Regions from separate parts of the Mus musculus genome. Here all the other regions are linked to region 1. The links are chromatin contacts, called in public HiChIP or PLAC-seq and promoter capture Hi-C maps. All regions are on one chromosome and are shown on one strand. Each heading gives the region's core, a stretch centred on a gene start, on an enhancer-like site or on the middle of the called end of the contact. The rest is flanking DNA. Distances are from core to core; before and after follow the strand shown.

Region 1 (2,747 bases), core at 118-2,617:
TGGGCTGTCACCATGCCATCTCCACTTCTCTCCGGGGACCATGAGGCTTTCCAAGCCATCTGCTTTAAATCCTCTTCCCACAGATGTCACCACAGGGCACCAACACCTCTGAGGAGGGGGCTGGTGCCAAGCCCGACCGACAGTTCCAGAGGGTAGGCTGGGCTCATCACTGTCTAGTCCATAGTCAGGGTCCAGCCTGGGACTTGCCGCAAAGAGCAACAAATGTCCCTAAGCCATGGAACTCTCCCAGAGCCCCTCCTTGATCACTCACTCATCCCACATTTCCCTATCCACACCAGATCTGATCCAGATTCCTAACTGGTTTTTACCTGTTGAATGTTTAGGAAGCATCCTTGCCTTTCCACAAAGACACGGGCCCACCCTAGAGGGGACAGTTACGTTCCCAGAGCTGTGGTGAGAGAGTGGGGATGTGGCTCCATTTCCCCAGCATAGCTAAATCTTCCCCGATCCACAGGTACTACTGACAGCCAGTCACAGCAGCAAAGAAAACCTGCTCCATATTTGTGGGTAGCAAAGCCGGCTTCTTTTTAAGAAATCGCAACCTATCCAAGTTCACCAAGCAAAAGCAAGCAAAGAAGTAACCACACTGTCCTAAACAGAACACTGAGCAAGCATAACCTGCACGCGTGAAGTGGCCCTGGGCTGGGCCCAGGGTTCCTGCGCCGCAGGCAGCAGGTAGCTGGCGAAGCACCAGCCCCACCCCCGGGGCAGGCCCTGAAGTTGCAGCCCCTTTTTACCTGGACACTGCAGCTATGGGACAGCCGGGAGAAGGGGGACCCCGGAGCTCAGATTCCCGCTGAGTCGTTCAGCAGGAGCGCCTAGGCAGAATGGGACCCCGCTGGGGTGGCGGCGGGGACCGTAGGAGCAGAGCTGGGAGGGAGAGGCGAGCGGCAGGCAACCAGGAGGAGGTAGGCGTGGGAGGGCTTGAGGGAGAAAAGGGGGTGTGCGGGCAGGCTTCTAGGGTGCAGGGCTGAGAAAGGGGAGACGGATCGGAGGGCAGGGACCCCTCTCCAACGCGGGGAGGGTATGGGGAGAGGTGGCAACTGGGGAGCGCGTAGATAAGGGAAAGAGCTTGGTGGCAGGGCTCACACCCGCTGCTTGGAAGCCCGCCCCTGCCTCCGGATCTTGGCATCGCGGACACCTCTCCGGGGTCGCCCCCCAAGACCCTAGACACAAGCCCGCCTTGCGAGAAGCCTCACAACCGCTGGGACCCGGCGCGCACCACACTCACCGCCTACGGTCCCGGCCTCCGTCGCTGTGCGTAGGGATCTCCACCCGCAGCCAGCTCCTCCTGGCGGGAGTGCAGGCGGCGGTGGCGCGCGCAGGCCGCCAAACTCGGGGTTCCGCAGCGCCCCCTACCGGGACCGCCGGGTCCCTGCCCGGCCCGACGCGCTCAGGGCGCCCTGGAGCTCCGCCCCGCAGGCGGCCGTGCGGGACCAGCAGGCTGCGGCGACCCGCATCCCGGGCCTTGGAGGCACACATGGCCTGGAGTGTCCAAACAGTCATCCAGACAGGCTCCGGTCGCGCCGTCCGGGTCCGGGAAAGCGCGCGCACTCGGAGCGCACAGGGCCTATGCTCCTCCCTATGCCGGACTTAGGACCCGGGAGGGTGCCATGGCCCCAGGACACTGCCCTGGACCCGTCCCAGCCTTGGCTAGGGTGCTTTGTGACTGCGTGCCTAACTCCGCGCCGCGGATCTAGCTGCGGATGTGGGTCCTGCGGTGCCTCGTGGACTCAAAACTGGCATATCCTAGCCACCGTGCCACCTCCACCCAAGCGCCTGTCCCGCGCTTCTCTTCCGGCGCGGGCCACATCCGGCCTGTGTCTACTCTAGACCTGGCAGTAGTTTTGTCCCTAAAGGCCTGCAGGCATCCACCCTTGAGAGGTCGTGGCTGTGTCACGGGGGCGTTTCTGCATGACCCCAGGGCTGCCAGCCAAAGACCCGCGCAGCACTCGTTCTATAAAGCTGTGTTTGTGGGTCTTTTGTTGTTGTTGTTTCAAATGCTGTAAAAAAGGATCTCACCAACCACAATTGTGAGATTGCCTTTGTTGTCAGTTCTGGGACTACAGTGACACCCTTGTGCCTCTCTCAACTGCAAAAGAGGTGCGGTTTTGAGGGTAGCGCATCACTTGATTTTCCCTAACTCATTCGATAGTGACTAAATCAAAACACTTTATATTTTATCCATATTTTTACCTCCAATTTCTCCCCTCAAATCAGCTAGATTCTACTTCCCTAGCCTGCATTCCATTTACCCCCATGGTCCAGCCATCTGGAATGCCTTCTCTGTTCAATGCCTTGATGGCCAGCTGGCACTTGCCTGAGGACACTAGTTACTATCCCTCTCACCCAATTACCCAGGCTCAACACCACCTTCAGCCTGCTTATCCCTTCAGTACTAGCGACAGCTTTCTCCAATACGTGAGCATGAAATCTCACTCCCCGTTAAATTCCTACTTGGGCTGGCCCTCAAGGACCACCACAGTCCAGGCATCCTATCCAACACAGACTCTTCCTTCTCGCCACGGACTCTTGACAGTTCTGCTCTAATTCCAAGTTCCACTCCTTCACAAGTCACACAGGCTGCAGATGACAGACAACTCCATCCACACTAGCCCAAAGCAAAATACATACATACATACATACATACATACATACATACATACATACATACATACATCAGAAAAGGGGGTTAGGGCAGGGCTTGTCAGCTTCAGGCCTGGAAC
Region 2 (2,747 bases), core at 64-2,563, 1.7 Mb after region 1:
ACTACAGGTGTTATATAGATTTAAGTATTATCAACAGGTTCTGTGGAATGGAGATGTTATTTTATTTTATATTTATTGATACTGTGTCAAATTAAAAATGCAAAGAGAATTAAGGAATCAAAAATAATAGAAGCCCAGCTATTCTCCACACTAGATATAGTTCACATTTTAAAAAGTTTCAACTAATTCTTGCAATTGGTTGCGCTACAGTATGCGATTATGTGATTATTCATGTCAATTATGTAAAAATCTCATTACTGAGAGAAAATTTGTTTTTACTGACAGAATAGTAAAAATGGATCTTTGAAAACTATCTGACTTTTTGTATATGAAAAACTGAGGCCTATAAATCTCCCAAGAGCCAGGCACTACCTAATGAAAACTCACCCTTACTTCTCTCAGGCTATACAATTCCTTTCTGGAAACCTAGGCTTTTCTCCAACTAGAGGTTTATAAGGAGCTAAGGGCAACTTCCATTTGTTTCATAGCATTATCTTTTTAAAAGGTGTGTGAAATCGATACACAATGTATTTGCACTTTTCCTGGCAATCATTTTTTTGAAATTCAACTAATTTATTAAAGAGCTATTTTGGCATAGCAGATAGAGCACTGGGCTTCCAGGGCGTATTCTCCCCTGAGCCCAGATCTTAACAACACTACTTACTATGCCATCTTGGCCAGTAAACCTGAGTTCTTTGAGTCTTACATTTCCAATCAATAAAACGGAGACGACTCCTACGTGATGTGGCAGTACCACCAACTGAAGGTACATAGCCAAACAAACGACCCGGTGGATGCTCTTTGAAGGGTAATCACCCGACTGCCTCCGGGAGCCTCCAGAACCAAGATCTCAGGGCTCCTCGGAGCCTCAAAGGCGGGAGCCGCGCCCACATCTTTTCCGCCTCGGTCGGTTTCACCCAAGACCCAGACACCGCTCTGGGCCCCGTTCCGGAGCCCGCTGGAGTACACAGTTTTAGAGCTTTCTTTTCTCTGCCAGAGGCTCACGCTGTTCGGATAGCGCTTCCGGGCCCCTCCACTGCTGCCGACGTTCAGCAGGAATCCAGCACTGCGCTCCATCTTCTTGCCTTTCTGAAACTGACCGAAGGTGAGCAGCCCAGACCGCCGCTAGTCACCGCCCAACTCTGGCCACAGCAATACACTCCATCAGCCAGCTCAGCAGCGGGAGACGCGGAAGTCCGCGTTACCTAGGAAACTGGGGCGGGACCATGCACGGACCGCCTTACGGAGGGTGTGCGCAGGCGCAGAGCCTGGCTCCGAGTACCGCGAGAGTCGCTTCCCGGAAGTTCCACGTCAGTGGGTTGGCCGGTCCACGGGTCGGTGGGTTCCTGAGTGTGTCGCCTTGAGCCTGTGACGGGCAGGGGCTCGCTCGGACAGTCGGAGCCATGGTAAGTCGGGCCTCAGGGGACAGAGAGTGGAGCCCACCGGCTGCGGCGGGTTCCCGGGGCTTCTTGGCTAGGAGCAGTAGCTAGAAGCGGTCTGCGCTGCTACTGCTGCGGCCTGACGGGGTCCTCCTGTCCCGTTGGCGTCCTGGGAGGAAGAAGGCCAGACCGGGAGGCTGCCGTGGTGACACAGTAGTGTAACTGGGTACCCGCGAAGGAGCGGCGCCCCCGACTCTCAGGGCGGTCAGGGCGCCTGTCAGTGCCCTTGCAGTCTGCACCGGGTCCGGTAGTGCAAGTAAATGCTAGAGTCAGGACTCGGATGCCAAAGGCAACTTTGACCAAGTCACTTTATTCTGTCATTGAGGGTGGTGCTTGCTAACCCACCTTCCAGGTTGCGTGAGGTGTTTGGTAGTGTGCAGGCACCACATTGCAAACTTAAGCAGAGGAAAACCAGAACTAAACAAAGTTAAATGTATATGGAGCCAGAGGTGAAATTTCAAATGCTATGGCAGCCCAGCTCGTCGTTTTCTAGTTGATGTTGATTGGGCCTTCTGTGCACACAGAGGATGACCTTTTTGGGGAAGGCCCTGAGATCTGCCTAACTTAGTTTTGAGACATATTTTTAATAGTCAATTAAAAATTGACTTTCCTTCTTCAATGTTTGTGAGTTCCATACCCACACATTGAACCAGCTTTCGGTGGAAGACATTTGAGGAAAACTGTTGTGTGAACATGTGCTGTCATAGTATACAACGACTCTTTACAACTTTGACCCCTGTATCGGTGTTCTAACTAATCTAGAGATGACCAGGAGTGATGGGTAAATTATAAGCACTTAAATAACTGAACGTGAGCGTTTTGATTTGGTGGAGGATACTGGAACCATGTGCAGAGATACTAAAAGATGGCTGTATTTTAAGTCTCGAGTAAAAAGTACAAAACATGACTTTATTTATTTGCTCACTCACCATAGGAGCATTTCACTGTCCTGCATTTTGCTAAACATTTACCAGCTGATTGTCACCGCAGCCTGTGGATAATTATGAGTAATGTTTATGGTGGTTACTATAAGCCGTGCTCTGCTCTAACTGAACTCTGATTTTAATTCTCAGAATGCTAAGAGAGATATTATTATTATCCCTGTTATACAAGTCAAACCTTGGGTGTTAATTAAACTTACTACCATGTGTCTGACATGAGCGCTGCAGCTGAGGCTTCTAGCAAGACTGTGGACCTCATCTATACTACCTGTTCCTCCCGTATTCCCAAATACATATGGTGTGGAGAGAAGGAGCTGGATAAGCACTGAGCCTGCCCTTCAGAAATAAACCACTCCACAAGCAAGAA
Region 3 (2,747 bases), core at 167-2,666, 1.4 Mb after region 1:
TCAGAAAGACTTGGCCTTTGGTTAATTTATGAAAGTAAACCAACCTGTAGGAGTGTGTACACTACATATGCTCACAGATGCCTCCAAATTTTGTGACACACCACCTACGCTGCTGGCATCAGTAAGAAACTATCCAAAGGACACTGTACACTTAGCTACTATCGTGCTGCTTGAACCTCCTCCAAAGCCATCGAGGTAGAGGGTTGTTTCTACTGATTACAGGGAAGGAAACTGAAACCTGAGTAGGTAAAGCTGCTTGCTTGGGGTCACTTTATGGAGGTGCATTGTACCCTAAGTTTCCCAGAAGAAACGCAAAGGGCACAGGGTCTACTGCCTGAGTGGGGAGGTATCTTTTCCCTGGTTTCTTAGTGGGGCTACCTGTGTGCCCACATACTGATTAATGGCAAAGGTGTGGCCCTTCCTAAGAGCCTGGGAATATCATGGGAGACTGGGGATAGAAACTGGGTCCAGAGCTAGCTCTCCACCCAGGAGTTGATTTATCACTGTGGCTAGGAGGAGGGGGGAGCTTAAATGTTTAGCATTCACAAGCCTTGACATCACCCTTGATTTTTCCCCCCACCCTGCAACTCACTCCATTAGGATTGACAGGCCACGGTGAAGCTTCTTGTGAGGGCTGGGCAGTTATAGAGGGTTATGGGAGGCTGAGAAACTACTCTGCATTAGCGAGGCAAATTAAGGTTCTAAATTACACAAAGACCTCCGGGAGTAGGTCCTGAATCTCCAAGGATTCGGTTGCAATTTCTTAGTATGAATGAATATACTTGCCAGAAAGTCCTAATTGTATTTTCTTTCTAAAATAGCCCCCATTTTCCCCTCCCCCAAACTGTGCCAGCTTCAGAACCCCATCCCCCCACAACCTTTATCCTCACCAAGGCAGAGCTGGAGAATAGAGGTGTAAATGTGTCAGAAGAGGGAAGCAGGGGCCCAGGAAGAGTAAATCCTCATCTAACATGGCAGAAAGTCAATAGATAAATCAAGAAATCGCTATGTAAGCTCTTTTTCTTTCTTTCTTTCTTTTTTTTTTTTTTTTTTTTTTTTTTTGCGACAAAAAGTGACCATCCAAGGAAGGGACTGATGAAAAAGGGCTCTAGGTAGAGCAGAACAGGAGGGGCTTGTTTCTTTCATTGTAAGTAGCTATTTTATACTTTAAGAACTGTTCATACATTGCTTGATATGGTTTTAATTCAGGCTTTTAAAAACCAGAGTGAAAGTTAGATGAAAGAAACAAACAGAATACAAAACTAAAAAAAAAAGTAAAAAATGAAAACACAGAGCAGAAAGGCCACAGATGACAATCTACTGAGGACCTGAAGAGCGGGGGCGGGGCACGGGGCGTGGTCTTAGGTCGCTGAGGGGGCGGGGCAAAGCTCCGCTCTGTCTCCCGGGAGTTCCGCCCACAGCAGGAAGCTGGGAGCGCAAGGTCAAGTTCACTCGCGGCTCCGCCCCCAGCCTGGGTCAAGACTAGTTAGTCTTAGGGCGATCTGCGGGGTGACCCATCCTGGTCGAGCAGCAGATCCGCGGTCCCTGTTGACTCTGAGCGGAGCCCCGCGACGCGCAGGTAAGCACAGCCAGCGACCTTGGCTGCCTGCTTCGCCCGCGTGGGTGTCCACGAAGCCTTGAGTCCCCGCGTACCTACCAGGCCCACGTGACTCTCGGGGGCGGCGACTCGGGCGCGCGCGCGCACGACAGAGTCAGATGGCTGTGGAGCGCAGAACCACGCTAGCCCCACGGTCACTTTTCTGACCGATTGGCTCGAGCTGACACGGGTTCGGATCCCCCCTGCAGCACGTTTACAGTCAGTTAAAAGTAAGTGTGTGACAATTACAGCGTATTGTTCAGTGTTCTCTTTCTATTGGCCTAAGTGGGGTTCCAGCGATTGTCACGTGTAGCGTGCTGCCCCGCAGAGCACAGACTAGCGAGGAGACCTCCAGCAAAGGCAAACCACACACATTAAAGTATGACAGTTCAAATTAGTAGGAGCTGTGGAGATAATTTTTAAGATAAGTAAATAAAAGCGCAGGGTGCTGGAGAAGTTTTATTACGTTTCCCGTCAGCAAAACCTGCTGGAGCTAAAGCTACCCCGTGAATGACGGAATTCCAGACATAAAGTAAGGCTTGGGAAGGAGGTTCCCTTGGGATCGTCCTGCAGAGAGCTGGTGCCTGCGAGTTCCTGTCCTAGTTAGTCGACGTCAACAAGTGAGTCATCTGGAAAGAGAGAACTTGGAGTTTTTAAATGCCACCATTAGACTAACCTGACCAAAAGGGTGTGGGGGCATTTTCTTGATTACTGATGTATGTAGGAGGGCTCAGCCCACAGTGGGGGATTCCACCACACCCTTTCCCACGTCCCCCACCCCAGTGGTGGTCCTTAGTTGTAATAGGCTGAGCAAGCCTTGGAGAACAAGCCAGGAAGCAGTGGTCCTCCATGGCCTCAGCTTCAGCCCCTGCCTGGATTTCTATCATTAATGGGACTGTGACGTTGGGAGAGCAAGGCAAATAAAGGCTTCCTACCCGAGTTGCTTTTGATCAGGGCATTTGCCTCGGCAGTTTCTTAAGCCACTGTTCTAAGATGGGACTGCTTGTACTACCAGGAAATGGGTTTGTGGGAAGCAGCTGCCAGAGCTGTTCAGACAGCAGCGGGCACAGCAGGGGTGAAGGTATCTCTGCTCCTCAAGACTGAACTTGAGGTGTCTGTCTCAGAGTAAGCTTCCCCCCCCCCCCCCCCC
Region 4 (2,747 bases), core at 145-2,644, 1.0 Mb before region 1:
TGCTGTCCCTCAGTTGTGTTGGATCATATTCACAGATAGCCTAGGACATATGTGGACTGCCCATGGTGGCCCACCAACGGCACTGGGAGGAGAGGGGGTGGTATTGGAATGTAAAGTGAAAAACAAATAATTGTTTCAAAAATTGCTTTTTGGATTAGATTTGCCAGAGCTCTGCTGTTTGGGGTCCTGCACTTCAGAACTGCAGTGCTACTCAGTGATGAATTACATACTGGGTTGTTGTTGTTGTTGGTGGTGGTGGTAGTGGCTTTTGGTTTTGTTTTGTTTTTTGAGACAGGGTTCCCCTGTATCCCAGACTGCCCTTGAGCTCATTATAGAGCTAAGGATGGCTTTGAACTCTTGATCCTTCTGCCTCTATACCCAAAGTAAGGGGATTGTAGGCATGTGCAACTATGCCTTCTTTTTTAAAATCGTTTAACTGTAGTTTGTTTAGTACTCTAGGTCCTCTGTGCCCGAGCCTCACGAGCTAGGTTAGTGCTCTTCCACTGGACTGTGCCCTCAGCTCTGTCATTATTGTCATCTTTCTCAACATGATTTCAAAATAGCTAGCTTTTCTTGCTTTTTAGCAGATACACTATTTTTCATAGTTGCCTGTCCTATGTTAGGTTTCTATTGCTGTGATGGAACACAATGATGGAAAGTGACCTGGGAAGGAAAAGGTTTGCTTCAGCTTAAAGTTCCTCGTCACAGGGCATCACTGAAGGAAACGGGGCAAAGGGATGGGTGTTCAAAGTACAGCTTTGCAGTCAGAGCGCATCTGGCTGCCATTCCACCACTTTTTAATTTTATTTTTGGAGGTTGTATCAATAATTACCCTTGTGTCCTAAACAGCAAATGTAAGGATTACTGCATGGCCTTACCTAGTTAAATATGCCATTCGAACATAGTGAAATATCTAACTTTGTTGGGTCGTCAGGTCCCTCTCCGACCCAGATCCTAGCTTACGGCTTCCCTGAGCATCCAGGTTTGAGCAAAAAATACCCGTGGAGTAGGTCACGCACTCGCCTGGGAGGGAAAGTGGGCGGGCACGTCCGCTGTCGGCTCCGCCCCTGTCGCCTCTGGGATTTCCCCAGGGTTCCAACCGCAACCGAGAGCGGCTTCCGGGAGGAGAATTTTGGACCTCGCGGGGCTCCGTCGACGCTCCGCCCTCTCCACCGGAGGCGGCTGTGGAGAAGCCCGGCGCCGGCGGCGGCTGTTTTGAGAGCCGCTCGGTGTCACCATGGGCGACCACGGGCTGGAGCTGGCGTCCATGATCCCCGCCCTGCGGGAGTTGGCCAGGTAGGGCCGCGCGTCGTCGCCAGCTTCGAGTCGCCGGGTCTCCTCGGCCCGCGCCGCGGCCTGTGGCCGCCGTTCCCTCCCTCACAGTGGCAGTTGGCCGGAGCGCCGTGGCGACCCACGTGCCGGGGTGACCGTGGCAGCCGCGGCTCGGCTCGCGGGGAGCCAGTCCACGCGAGCTGCTTCCCGCTTGGCCTCGAGAAGGGTCTCTTCTGGCCATCTTACCACACTCGTTTGCTTCCCGAAAACTTCCCCCGGGTCCTGGTCCTTTGGTCGTTGTTGACGGAATCCATTGGCTGAGGTTTTGTTTGGGAATCACGGCCCCGCTTCTGAGGGAAGCGCGGCGGTTTCTCCTCCGAGAGAGGCCGAGCGTCGGCCAGCCCGCTACTCTAGTCGGAAGTCCCCGGGACTGGCCACGGGTCCACGGAGTCCAACGTGCACAGCGTCCCCCAAACTAAAACACGCGTTGGTGTTCATCTGCAGTTGCCTCTTTGAGGCTCGCCGCCTTCAATCCCAGAATTTGGGTGGCAGAGGTGCCCCTAGGCCAGCCAGGACTAAATAGTGAGACCTTGCCTCTGGAAAGACAAAGACAAGAGAAAAAAGGGGGTGGGGGGAAGCAAACCCCTTGTTTCTGTCAACCTCGAGAGTCAAAGGAGAACCGGGTTCCAATCAGAAATTAGCGCTTGCCACGCCCCTTCTGCGCTCTAGGTTTTCCTCTGTCAGGACACCGCAGCCATTGAGTTCTCAAGTCGGTTCTCTCAGGCTGGAAAGTTTGCACGTAGAGTTAGTGCTGACCTTAAGTCTGTGAGCTATCAGTTTCCTTTTAGTTTTGCACCGCAGCGATGTTCATTTCCTCCTGTTGGCCATACCAAAAACCGAAAACCTAAATTAGAGGATAAATGAAAAGACCACTTTTGTACTGTCTGAAGGGTTTTTTTGTTTGTATGTTTGTTTTTTTACTTTGCATGAATGTGGCAAATAGACTTTGTGGGAGCAAAAAAAAAAATCATTAAAAATTTGAATTTAGTAATTTCTGTCTAAAAGTATATGAGATAAAGTGATTTTGGAAAACTGATAATACAAATTTTGTCATCACTGAAATTCTGGAAGGCAGGGACCAACACCTGAGGTTGTTCCCTGTCCTTAACTCATGTACCGTGGCACAAGAACCTATATTCATATGTACATACATACATATATATCTCACATGCGCATACAGACTTTTTAAAATGATTAAAATTTTAAGTTTAACAGCTATTAATATATTAAAAACTTACATAATTCAACAATAAAAAAGTTTGATGAAAAAAATGAATAAGGAAATTGAGATTTTTCTCCAGAGAGAATATAAAATAGCTAATAAGTAAAGGAAAACACAGATGTTTGATATGATTAAAAGTAAGGGAGACAAATCCAAACCACACAAGGAAGTTGGTGAGATGACTTGGGAGGCC

The links. Promoter capture Hi-C pulls out the DNA fragments that hold promoters and counts their contacts. HiChIP or PLAC-seq counts read pairs in DNA pulled down with a chosen protein or histone mark. Capture Hi-C pulls out chosen DNA fragments and counts their contacts.
Region 2: a promoter capture Hi-C map of adipose tissue shows a contact between it and region 1, with 4 times the contacts expected there. The contact joins the promoter of Copb2 here to the promoter of Pxylp1 in region 1. A contact is called at or near these places in 3 of 39 promoter capture datasets (cranial neural crest, hippocampal neurons and pre-B cells), 1 of 115 datasets of contacts at active chromatin or transcription factors (large pre-B cells) and 1 of 9 other capture datasets (adipose tissue).
Region 3: a FOXA1 HiChIP or PLAC-seq map of pancreatic cancer cells shows a contact between it and region 1. The contact joins the promoter of Nmnat3 here to the promoter of Pxylp1 in region 1. A contact is called at or near these places in 3 of 39 promoter capture datasets (hippocampal neurons, liver and pre-B cells) and 2 of 115 datasets of contacts at active chromatin or transcription factors (pancreatic cancer cells and stem cell-derived neural progenitor cells).
Region 4: a contact with region 1 is called in a promoter capture Hi-C map of pre-B cells, with 5 times the contacts expected there. The contact joins the promoter of 1700065D16Rik here to the promoter of Pxylp1 in region 1. A contact is called at or near these places in 1 of 39 promoter capture datasets (pre-B cells) and 1 of 484 Hi-C or Micro-C datasets (CD4 T cells).

The regions. Positions count from the first base shown.
Region 1 is chr9:96,888,107-96,890,853 of GRCm38.p6, forward strand. It overlaps Pxylp1 (2-phosphoxylose phosphatase 1), which reads right to left and starts at 1,368. Exons shown (of 6, transcript NM_001289647.1): 1 at 1,253-1,368.
Region 2 is chr9:98,562,418-98,565,164 of GRCm38.p6, forward strand. Copb2 (coatomer protein complex, subunit beta 2 (beta prime)) reads left to right here and starts at 1,314. Exons shown (of 22, transcript NM_015827.2): 1 at 1,314-1,406. The coding sequence starts at 1,404. 4930579K19Rik (RIKEN cDNA 4930579K19 gene) reads right to left here and starts at 1,194. Exons shown (of 1, transcript NR_029444.1): 1 at 43-1,194.
Region 3 is chr9:98,295,154-98,297,900 of GRCm38.p6, forward strand. Nmnat3 (nicotinamide nucleotide adenylyltransferase 3) reads left to right here and starts at 1,417. Exons shown (of 5, transcript NM_144533.3): 1 at 1,417-1,827. Gm46126 (a long non-coding RNA gene) reads right to left here. Exons shown (of 2, transcript XR_001779264.2): 2 at 2,044-2,226.
Region 4 is chr9:95,856,488-95,859,234 of GRCm38.p6, forward strand. It overlaps 1700065D16Rik (RIKEN cDNA 1700065D16 gene), which reads right to left and starts at 1,395. Exons shown (of 2, transcript NM_001271569.1): 1 at 1,020-1,395. The coding sequence starts at 1,269. It overlaps Atr (ataxia telangiectasia and Rad3 related), which reads left to right and starts at 1,110. Exons shown (of 47, transcript NM_019864.1): 1 at 1,110-1,296. The coding sequence starts at 1,238.